Regions from separate parts of the Zea mays genome. Here regions 2 and 3 are each linked to region 1. The links are chromatin contacts, called in public Hi-C maps. All regions are on one chromosome and are shown on one strand. The core of a region is the stretch at or near the end of the contact, and the rest is flanking DNA. Distances in the headings are between cores, read along the strand shown. Region 1 holds the start of LOC100500952 (HIT-type Zinc finger family protein). Region 2 holds the start of LOC100273657 (BCL-2 binding anthanogene-1). Region 3 holds the start of LOC100193977.

Region 1 (3,979 bases), core at 728-3,227:
CGTTGGACATTTTTTTTTTCAATTGGTGCTACCCCTAGCCTATCATGTATATCATCGTCCTAGACTTGGTTCCTTCTCGTATGGCCACAAATCCAAATCCAACACAACATATGCATTTCTGTAGTACTTGTCTGCTAAACATATGTGAACGTAAGCCAGGCATTAACGGATTAACCCTACAGTTAGCAAGAGTAAATAAGTCCCTAATAAGAACATTTGTACCTTTTTTAGGAACTAACAAAGTTGATATCTTCACCCAAGGAAACTACCAAAGTATGTAACGATTAGGGACAAACATATGCAAACAACAGTCGCAATTTACGCCTCATACCCTGTTCTAACTGGAGTAAGTCCCTATTGCCAACTATGTTAATAAAGCAGTTACATTTTAATAATTTTATTCCCAAAAGCTAGAGGACTCACTAACTTCCTCCTGCAATGCTGACTTGCTAATTTCTTCCTGATGCAATATCTTTTGACAAGATTCCTCTGCAAAGAAAGCAATATTTAGCACCAAATAACAACACATTCATGTAAGGCAGCTGGAACTCCTATACTTGATTGTTATACAGCTTGTAAGCATGTGGCCACTGCTCCCAGGACAAGAGAAACAATCTAAGTCGGAGATCACAGTACAAAAGCATTCCAATCTATTCTTTAGTCCTGTCAGAATACATTAAATCATTGACAAATTTAAAGTTGACAAACTGCAAGGTTGGGACAGTACCTTTGTGCTTTTTAAAGCATGTGACAGAGCAACTGCAAATAATAATGAGACAGTAAATTAGGTTCAACTAATAAAAAAATGAGAGAATGTTTTTAGTTAATCTGTAGCATATATGATATGTAACAAAATACTTAGTATCAACACTAATTTACATTTTCCAGGCATAATTTTGAATGAGCCCAAAGTGATTGCAAGGATCGTATGACTTGATTTAATTAACAGATGATGAACTTAGAAACATGATAAAGTAGAACAGGTTAAGAAAGCCTAATGGCATTGAAGGCTGGCATGTTTAGTGATACCGTTATGTTGTAATTAATAAATGATACCCCAAGTTACAAAATAATGATACTATGGTAGCATCACCAGTTGAAGCCGCATTCTTAAAAAAAGGACTCAGTGGCCCGACTTTATATCTCCTCAAGGTAAGAGCAACCTTATTCCTTATGTGCACGCTACTTTCATTTAGGAAAAGTTGCTGACATTTGGGTTTTGGATTAATGCAGCATTTCATAGTTATATGTCCCACTAATGTACTTTAAATTTCCGCTAAAGATAAGATGAGCATCAAACACAACACTATGTTTAATGCTAGAATTGTGGTGATATTAGGCTATCTCCAGCAGCTTACCAATGCCCATCCCCATATTCAAACTCCACTCTGCAATGTAGTCTACCATGCAAAACAGTGTTTTTGTGTGACCATATAGGTGAACTGTTTAATACGGTCTTACTTTCTTAATTGATTGTAAGTATGAACAGTAAACTCGAATCTGGAGTCGGAGGCTACATGCAAATTTCAGGTGCCCATAGTCCAAACATGCCCAGTCACTTTGGTCCATGAACCCTAGCCAACCCGTCAGCTCCTCAAAGAAGAAATTGAGCAAATACAGTCTGAACTAACGCTAGATAACTCAACAGAGATACCCCTGCTACTCTACTGACAAAGAAACCACGCCTCAACGATACGCTTGGCGAGAGCACATGTAACCACGCACAACGGCAGATAAAGCTTGTGGCTGGACTCACTAGGGCGTGCGACAAGAAGGGCACTTGTACTTGGGCGGCGCCTCCTTGCAGACGCAGCAGCTCCCGTCACCCATCTCCCGACCAAACTCGAGACCGTCCCGCAGAGGAAGAGTCGGTCGGCACGGGTTCCTACCAAGCACGCGTTGCTGAGAGCTTGCGATCTGCGGCGCTGGGGGCCAGGGGTGTCGATGCCGGAGTCCACCGAGCCGCAGGTGGCGGCGGGCGCCCACCTGTGCACGGGCTAGGGTATATGGTTTGGAGAAAAGAAATGTTGCCGTTCGGGAGGAGAGATTTGACATTACGAAACACGCGGCTTCGACGAAATAGAGGCTAGGGTTTCTTCGTTATGAAAAAGCTGGACATAGCCAACACTCTAAAATGGACATGTCAACTCCATTAACAGGTAACGACGATCTCAAACTCACGCCGTCGTATTTCCGTTACCATATACGTACGTGAGGCCTGCTGCTCGCTCTTGCTGTCGTCCACGGACATGGCACTGACAGTGTTGGAGACCACCGAGCAGCAGCTCCTCCCGTGCCAGCAGTCCGTCAAGCAGGGCGCTGGTGATGGCGGCAACGGCAAGGCCGCCGCTGCTGGCGCCGAGAAGGCTACTGTCATGCCAAAGGAGACGAGCCACATCGGCGACGTCGACCGGCCGGACAGGGACCACATATGGAGCATGATTCAGGCGCAGAAGCCGCCACTCGGAGACAGGCTCGGACGGCTTCTCCGATACCGACGGCTCGGCCGCCACCGACCGCTCGTGCCCGGGCTGCGACGACGACGAGCGCGGGTAGGAGGAGGAGGTGGTGGTCCTGCACGCGGCCCCGCCCAGGGCGTTCCCGTCGCCGCTGCCGTCGCTGGCGCGACGCGGGCGGGAGCCCACCACCATGGAGATGAGGCAGGAGCGCCAGGACGGGCGCCTGCTCATCAAGGTCGTCCCGGTGGCGTCGTCCACCCTGCTCCGAGCGCAGCGCCGCGACGGCCGCCTGCTCCTGTCGTTCGCGGACACGGTCGCCCCTGCCCTGGACGAGCTGTACAGGAGGAGCGGCGACCAGCCGGAGACCGAGCAGTAGGCCGGCGAGGAAGACGAGGAGGACGAGGTCGAGGTCGTGGAGAACGCGACGGGTATGGCTGCCGCGCGAAGTCTTGGTCGGAGGCAGCGGCGCTCGGCTGCCGCGCGAAGGAGAACGCGACGGAGATGGAGAACGCGACGGGGATGGAGGAGAACTGACGGCGACGGCGCTGGGGACGGAACTCGGTTTCAACGAGACTAATACTGCTCTGAATCAGTTAATGGAGTTGGTATGTCCATTTTAGAGTGTTGGCTATGTCTAGCTTTTCTATAACGGAGAAACTCTCGCCTGAGCCTCTATTTCGTTAAAACCGCATCTGTCGTGTTTCATAATGTCAAATCTCTCGTTCGGGAGGGAGAAGAAAACGACCGACCGCGACTCGTGCAGTCGTGCGGGAAACATCGTCCTGGAGCGTGTGTGTGTGTGGATGTGGTGAGCCGTGAGGGAGATTTTGGGCCGTTGCACCCGGATGGGCCGGTTCAGCTGGTTCTCTGAGCGCAGCTATTAAACTCCACAGTATTATTTGTGCCGATGCCAGCACCCAGCATCAACTCTATTGCAACATCTCGTACTATATAGTTCCACCTCTCATATTTTACATCATCCACCCAAGACAACCTTACATATCTCTTTTTTTCTTATAATCACCGTCACAATTATGTCTAGCCTTTTCACCTTTCCCTCAAATGACAGTCAGACTTAAACATATTCTAGTCCTCTTAAAATTCACAAACATGTAAGGGTGCATTTGGTTGTAATGATGGAACGAGATTTGATAGAACGATCACCTAAATAAAGTTGTTTAGTTCAGAGTTATAGGTTGGGACGGGATTATCCCAATGTTGTCCCTAGTTATTCTTCAAAATTGGATGGACGAAATAGGATAACAGGGGAACGTCCCTATCCTGCCTGTCACCGTCTGTCCCGCAACTAAACGCACCATAAGTTCCTAAACCTCAACTAGTCAACTTGATCCACATTCTTCTGTCCTCCCCACCCCCAAAAAAAATCCCCAACTGATTTTCCATTCACCCTGGATTTCCTCCCGGATCTCTTTATCAGTACAGTAAGTAATTCTTGTCCAATCGATCATGCATTTTTCAAAATCGGTTTGCCAAGCTCTTCTAGTCCGCATGTAGCCAGA
Region 2 (3,544 bases), core at 632-3,131, 330 kb after region 1:
GGGCTTACATGTGATGTTTGTGATGGAAAGATATAACATGAGATCGACTGTAGATATTATGTTATAGTGTAATACACACGAGAGATCCTTTGTAAAGGTCTCTAGTGAACCCTTCCACACCTCCTCGGAAAAGGTGAAGGATTTTGCAAACCCGATAAAGTGGGTACCGCAACTTGTGAGTAAAGTTGTACAACCTTTGCAAAGTGTCATAAAACTGATCAATCGGTCGTGCTCATTGTTAAGAGCGGCATTGGTGTTCTCACATATTAGAAGTTTTGTTTTTTAAAAACCTCAAAAATTCACCATGAGACTTGGTGATGTGTCCGCTTTGAGTTGTTGTAGATGGTCCTCTATGAGATGCAGTGAATGGCCCTCTCTGAGATGCAGCAAACGTGTTTTCAAAACTCTCGCCATGAGACTTGGCGAATGGTTTATTGTGAGATGCAATGAACATGTTTTCAAAATTTTTACCATGAAACTTGATGAATGGTTCATTGTGGGATGCAATGAACGAATTTTCAAAAGGTTACTATAATGTAACGATTCACCATGGGACTTGATGAACGTTTCATTGTGGATATAATGAACGTTGAAGTTATTGGTTTGTAAGGGATTTTACTAAACATAATGTTTTATAAAAAGAGGGTTAGAATGCTTTTCAAGCACAAATAAAACTTGATCAACTAAAAGCAACCGCTCAAGCTAGCCCACTATATAGCCAACCCACTTTTACCAAAGTGAGGTACTTGTTGAGTGCGAAAGTACTCACTCTAGCCTTTTCCACCCCTGTCCTATGTACTTTTTATATCTATATGGAGAACATGTGTCCTGAACTTAGAAATTTTAGGACTACGACGAGTTCTAGGCTTGAGATTGGAAGGTCTACTGGTGGATTTAAAACAGTATCGCGATTATGTAATAAATACTCTATTTTGATATAATAAAGCATTGTGTTTTGATATAGTCTATTATATGACATCGCTATACATGTGATTCTTGATCCGATTACATGTATTGTGGGTATTCGGTTTTATCCTTAAAGCTGTGTGCCAGATTTGCACTTCGCTTGTTTCGATCATGATCCTAATTTTGTACTAATAATACCCGAAAGATATAACCGATATGCAGTCATATTAAATGGTATTAGTATAGAAGCTAATGTCGCTATTATGGATGTATTTCACGATGAAATGACCATAGTACTTGCTCTTGCTTAGGACTAGCATGCAATGGAAATTAGTCTTCATTTGATCTCATGAGTATTTATGTGAAAATATTGCATTTGCTTAAAAACATTTTTGTGAATAAATATCAATAGAACACGTATAGCATATAAAGTAGATATTTTCAAACGATCTCAAGGGCAAATTAAAGAGGTCATCCCAACCAAAATCTTTAGATCTGGAACTGTCGTGTACCTTAAATTAACAATTTGTGAATATTAGATTTACCATAAAGCTGTTACGCAGTAAATCTCAAATCCACATTCACTTTTTTTTAGACGCAGGCGCAGCCGAGATTGAACAAGCAAAGGGTCCTACACTAGAATTGACGAGTCCTTTGTACCGGGCTGGGAGCCTGGGATAGCTGCTCATGATATTGCCCGTTGCGAAGTGCAAAAAAAAAACACGAAAGCCACACCACGAAGCGGATGATTCATCCAAACCAAAATTTCACGTGGGGGACGGGGCCAACCGAGCGCCGCACAACCTCTCGAGTCTCCACCGAGTTCTCGACCATGCCACGAGGCCGGCCCTAATGAGGCCCGGTCCTCGCCGACCCCATAAGCTCTCTCGTGGGGACCGTCCTATCCACGGCGGACACGGCGAGTCAGCACAGCAACAGCGCACAGCAGCACACGGTATCCGTCCCGGGCCGGAGCCAACTCCCCAAGCCAGTCCAGTCCTTCCGTCCACCCATCCATCGTCCCCGCCTGCACCTCGCGAGCATCCAAAGCTGTACTTGCGGCAAGTTCTCGCAAAATCCTACTCCCACCGCCGACTCGTACCTCCGCTCCCCTCCTCCCCAACCCTTCCACGCTTGCTTCTCCGGGAGGGAAGGCACACGGGAGGTCGCCCCGCCACCCATCGCAAAAGCCACGCGCCACCAAACTCTTTTTTCCCTCACCCAGTCGCTTTCGCGTTCAGCGCGAGCTGAGCCAGCCAGTGGGTCGGTCGCTGGAGGCGGAGCCATAAAGGCGTCAGCGACGGCAGCATGATGAGCGGCAGATCGGGCGGGAGGGACGCCGAGGGCGAGTGGGAGGTTCGGCCCGGCGGGATGCTGGTGCAGCGCAGGGACGGTGAGGCGGCCGGCCCCGTCATCAGGATCAGGGTCTCCCACGGCGCCAACTTCCGCGAGGTCGTCGTGCCGGCGCAGGCTACCTTCGGTACGCTAGCCAACCCTGTTCGTTAGTCGTTACTGATCCCTACTCCCTTATGTCGCATATTCGCTTTGGCGAAGATGTATAGGAGGAATTGGGTTTTGGATCTTGACATGTCAACTGACAATCTAGTGGATTTTAGTTTAAGTCAACACGATTTTTCAGTTCTTTCTCCCAGTCCCAGCTATTGATTTTAGATTCCAGACGAGTCTAGACGAACAACAGATGGTTCTCGAATGTTTTCATGTCAGGATGAAAAGTGCTTACGTACTTGATGAATCGATCATGACCCTGCTCCGGCAACTTTACCGTGCTGAACGGCGACAAGATACCTACTAACTGTTATCGGTTAGCTTTTCGTACTAATCCTTGACCATCTGTTTCAATGTTATAGAAGTAGTAGTACTTATACCATCCATTGATCCATAAGTAGTACTAGTTATTCTTCTTATTGATAACACTAGCGTTTAAAAATGAACAAGCCGGCGACAAATATTCGAGAACGGATGTAGTACATTAATAACACCTGGCCAGTTGTGATGATCAAACATCAATTGGAACCTCATTGGCTTATAGCCTCACGTGCAATGGGACAAACCATTACATCACCTAGTAGGTCTTTACATGCGCGGGGAGCATTTTGTCAGTCAATCTGTATACAGTTTATCATTGGAAAGAAGCAGATACGATTACCTTTACCCCCAAATAATCAATAAACCTGCATAAATGATTCTTGCTTCTGCATTGATTGCTTGAAGGTGCTGGTTTACAATATTCTAATAGGCACTTTGTAATTTTGTATATGAAGGTGAGTTGAAGAGGATCCTTGTTCAGACTACTGGCTTGGAGCCTGAGAGGCAGAGGCTCTTCTTCCGTGGGAAGGAGAAGAGTGACAGAGAGTTCCTGCACACGGCAGGTGTTAAGGATGGAGCAAAGCTGCTTCTGCTCGAGAAGCCTGCCCCTGCCAACATAGAGCAGAAGGTTGAGCCTGTGATTATGGATGAAAGCATGATGAAGGCATGTGCGGCTGTTGCTCGTGTTAGAGTTGAAGTTGATAAGCTGTCTGCTAAGGTGAAGGGACATTCCATCTGCCTTCCTTAGTTGTTTAAGCATTCATGTGCCAAAGCATTTCTGGTACTCATGCTGTTCCTTTGTAGGTGTGTG
Region 3 (3,699 bases), core at 702-3,201, 430 kb after region 1:
CACTTAGTACATATATAATGATCGCATGCATATATGCGCGTGGTGCATGCAGTTGCTCGGCAGTCAACTGCCGCTCAGAGTTGTGCACGTACGACCAATCATATTTAAATTTAAGCAATAGTCTATATTATTATATATATCGTCGTATACATAATGATAGATTCATATAAATGGGAGACTGTACTGTTTACAAGTTTGAAATGAGAGATAAGGATGAGTAAGGGTGGGGAATCAGCCCACAGAGACCGTGCAAATTAATGGGATGTGACCGCTTTCCTTTAGTATTCAGAAGATTCAATTACAATTCGTTGCCTGTTGTCCAGCTCTCCTCTCCCACTGTCTCGGCTTATATATATATGTGCCAAATCAGTCGCTCGGTACAGCCGTTGCCTGTTTGTGCGAATTTGATAATGCAAGTCAATGAGCTTGAGCAGGACTTTATGCTACAAACGTAAGGTCACCCTCTGCTCAGTAAGATGGAGTACAATCACGATTTGACGGTGCTGCAAGTATGGCCGCCATTCGTCAATAATTGCCATAAAGATTGCCAAACACTCCTCGATGAAGCTTGGTTTCTTGGACAAAGGTGCTTATTCAAATAAGCCACGAGATTCTTCGATTGCATGAAGACAGCTGTTTCTAGCACGAAACCCTTGCTGAAGTCGTTAGGAAGACCTAGAACAGGAGCTTGGACCAACTTCTGTTTGAGCAAATGAAATGTCCGATCAGCAACCGGGGGCAATTGAATTGGGTGCCCTTCTTCAGTAACTCCATTAATCATGCCGTAGTGCTGAATGAATTTGCAATAATACCACGTAAGGTCGTAAGTACGAGCAATGTTTACAAGTCGTCCGATTAATCGTGATTAGTCGTAATTAATCGTCCAAATCGGTTCGGAAAAATAGCGATTAATCGCTAAGTCGTCTGACTACTTGGTCAAGTCGGTCAGCCAGAACGACCAGCAAGTCGTCCGACTTGAAAAAATTGAGTACGAAACCCTTGTGCATTCCTCAGCACAACACTACACTATATGCCTATCAAGAGTATTCATCCCATAATCATGTAATAACCCATCTAATATTATATCAAATCATGCATCTACCTATCAAACATGCATATAACCATATTACGACATATAAGGAGTCATTTCATCAAAAATTTATATCGAAGCTAATCCTAACAACACTCCGAAACATAAACGACATACCACTTAATTTAATCTTTTTTTCTATGAATCTCTGATCTACACCCAGACACACAATAACAACTTCAAGCTATAGGTACCGAGTGGGGAATGAATGGAGAAGGAACAACGAGTCTCACCATGATTAAACCAAATTGCGGATGCGATGATAAATTCTGATTCAAACATTTCGTCAAGCACAAGGTGTGTGATGCACTAGAGTTCCTTTCTTCTCCACCTCCCAACTCACACAAAAACATACGTATAAACAACAGTAAGGATTTGATGCCGGTAGGGAAATGAGTAGGACAAGAACGACATGGCCTCACCAGAACAGCAATAAGGCGACGACGCAAGATGAGAGTGCCGTGACGGCCCAAGACACGACAAGTCAGGGGATGGGGCGAGCTGCAGGAGCAAGGGAGCGGTCTGCAGGCACGACCGAAGTTGAAACCGAGCAGAGGATGGGCGAGCTCGGACCTTCCTGGTGGCCGGTGAGCAGGGAGGGAGCGTTGGCGAGCTGGAGTACTGGGCTCCGAGTGCAGGAGCAGAGAGGGAGGCGCTGGGGAGGGAGGAGATGGAGGAGAGGCGGCCATGGTTTGGAAGCCGAGGGAGCAGGGATGACCGGCGAGGGGAAGGCGCAGCGAGCCGCCTGCGTTGGAGAGCTCGCGGTCGACGGCGACCAGCAGCTAGGGCCGGCGAGGTGAGGGCTGGAGGGAGCGGCTGAGATGGGCTTGGTGAGGAGCGGCTTGGGGAGAGAGAGACGTGAGGGAGAAGGGGATTTGGGAGGGGCGGCGGCTCTCTACTGCAGGAAGAAGGGCAGAGCCGCAGCCCGCAGAGGGCTGTTGGCAAGAAATTCCAGAGGGCTGTTGGCTGAAAGCCTGGTCGGCATGAGACAAGGAGAAAAGGGCCACGGAGAAAAAGAAAAAAAATGGTTTTTTCCTCTTCAGGTTTTGCATTTAACAAGATCAAATGTATAAATCCCGATTATGAGATTTGGGTTTTTAAGAAGTGTAAACATGTCAAACCAAATTAATATGGACAAGAATATTTTAGACAGGTTTTGCTTTGCTTAGAAATCAGACAAAAATTTATCTGGTAAGGAATAGATTTGATTATCAGGTTAAGGTTTGAGCCTGACGTTGACGGATCAAACTAAACGATATCGGATTCGATGTTTTAATAGACATTCGATTTAGTTGAACTTAAACGAATTTCGCCGCTACCTGAATATTCGACTAGAAAACAACTCAATTTATAACTCTACGCCTGGTTTTCTTGATACGGATTGTGGTCGAATTTATAAAATCGAATTCTCATATTCGCGTACTAGATCGATCCAAATAGCATAGGTTCAACATCTTGAAAGATTTCTAAAATCCAAACTTCTCTATAATTTTTGGACGACTTAGATAGACAGAGACAGATACGATATCAAAATCAGGATAAACAAATATGATTAGAATTTAGTGTCCATTTTATTTACTGATATCCCGCGCTTCAATCCATAGTTGTTGAACGAGAGATAAACAACTAGGGTGTTAAATTAGGTAGATTCACGGGTTAAGATAAAAAATATAACTTACAAGAGTAAAGCCGTAGAAAGCTAGAGCGGCTCGTTTGACCGCACCCGCGGATCAGCAACTGAAAGCTAACTTCCTAGAGCAGGTCGTAGGAAGTTAGTAGGAGAATATTACTTCCTAGAGCAGGCCGTAGAAAGTTAGCTTTTCGTTTGACTGGTCAAAAGCTGAAAGCTAACTTCCTAGAGGAGACTGTAGGAAGTTAGCATGTGCAGCTAACTTCCTAGAGGCGGCCGTAGGAAGTTAGCGGCTCGTTTGACCGCACCCGCGGATGAGCAACTGAAAGCTAACTTCCTAGAGGAGGCCGTAGGAAGTTAGCTGTGCATGCTAACTTCCTACGGCCGCCTCTAGGAAGTTAGCGGCTCGTTTGACCGCACATACGAGTCAGCATGTAAAAGCTAACTTCCTACAGCTTTTATAAAATGTCGTAGGAAGTTATGTTTATTTCCTAGAGCTACCAGTTGCCTCTCGGAAGTTATTTATTTCCTACGGTTTGTTATAAAAGTTGTAGGAAGTTAGAAAATCGTAGGAAGTGTATGATTTTGGTGTAGTGCGCACAATGACAGTCCTAACATTTTAGGGGCCAAGAACAAGGTTTAAAATAGAGACCTTTCTAATTATTTTATATATATATATAAATGTTAATATTTATATCAAACAATAAGATATCAAATAATAAGTAAACCAAAAGATTTATATATAGTATTACTTTAAAATTTTCTTCTAACATATTTAGGACTTCAATACTTTATTGCTGAACTATCGAACGATATATCTAGAATTAGGTCCTATGAATTTGGGGGTCGGAGAGTGGCCGCCCCTGTATCCCACCTTTAGGACCAGTTTAGGAACCACAATTTTTCAAGAAATTTTCGTTTTTCTAAGGAAGATTAGTTCGTTTTAATTTGGAAAATAGAAATTCTATGGAAAAATAAA

What was found. Hi-C and Micro-C count contacts between places; a contact is called where the count stands out from the background.
Region 2: a contact with region 1 is called in a Hi-C map of tassel, with 6 times the contacts expected there. The contact joins the promoter of LOC100273657 here to the promoter of LOC100500952 in region 1. A contact is called at or near these places in 8 of 25 Hi-C or Micro-C datasets (bundle sheath, ear, endosperm and 3 more).
Region 3: a Hi-C map of tassel shows a contact between it and region 1, with 3 times the contacts expected there. The contact joins the promoter of LOC100193977 here to the promoter of LOC100500952 in region 1. A contact is called at or near these places in 3 of 25 Hi-C or Micro-C datasets (bundle sheath, ear and tassel).

What each region holds. Positions count from the first base shown.
Region 1 is chr3:188,368,461-188,372,439 of Zm-B73-REFERENCE-NAM-5.0, reverse strand. It overlaps LOC100500952 (HIT-type Zinc finger family protein), which reads right to left and starts at 1,977. Exons shown (of 7, transcript NM_001195852.1): 1 at 1,757-1,977; 2 at 728-759; 3 at 424-489. The coding sequence starts at 1,830.
Region 2 is chr3:188,038,761-188,042,304 of Zm-B73-REFERENCE-NAM-5.0, reverse strand. It overlaps LOC100273657 (BCL-2 binding anthanogene-1), which reads left to right and starts at 1,881. Exons shown (of 4, transcript NM_001148071.1): 1 at 1,881-2,386; 2 at 3,189-3,451; 3 at 3,538-3,544. The coding sequence starts at 2,215.
Region 3 is chr3:187,943,200-187,946,898 of Zm-B73-REFERENCE-NAM-5.0, reverse strand. It overlaps LOC100193977, which reads right to left and starts at 1,951. Exons shown (of 2, transcript NM_001139045.1): 1 at 1,324-1,951; 2 at 257-790. The coding sequence starts at 1,779. The coding sequence ends at 488.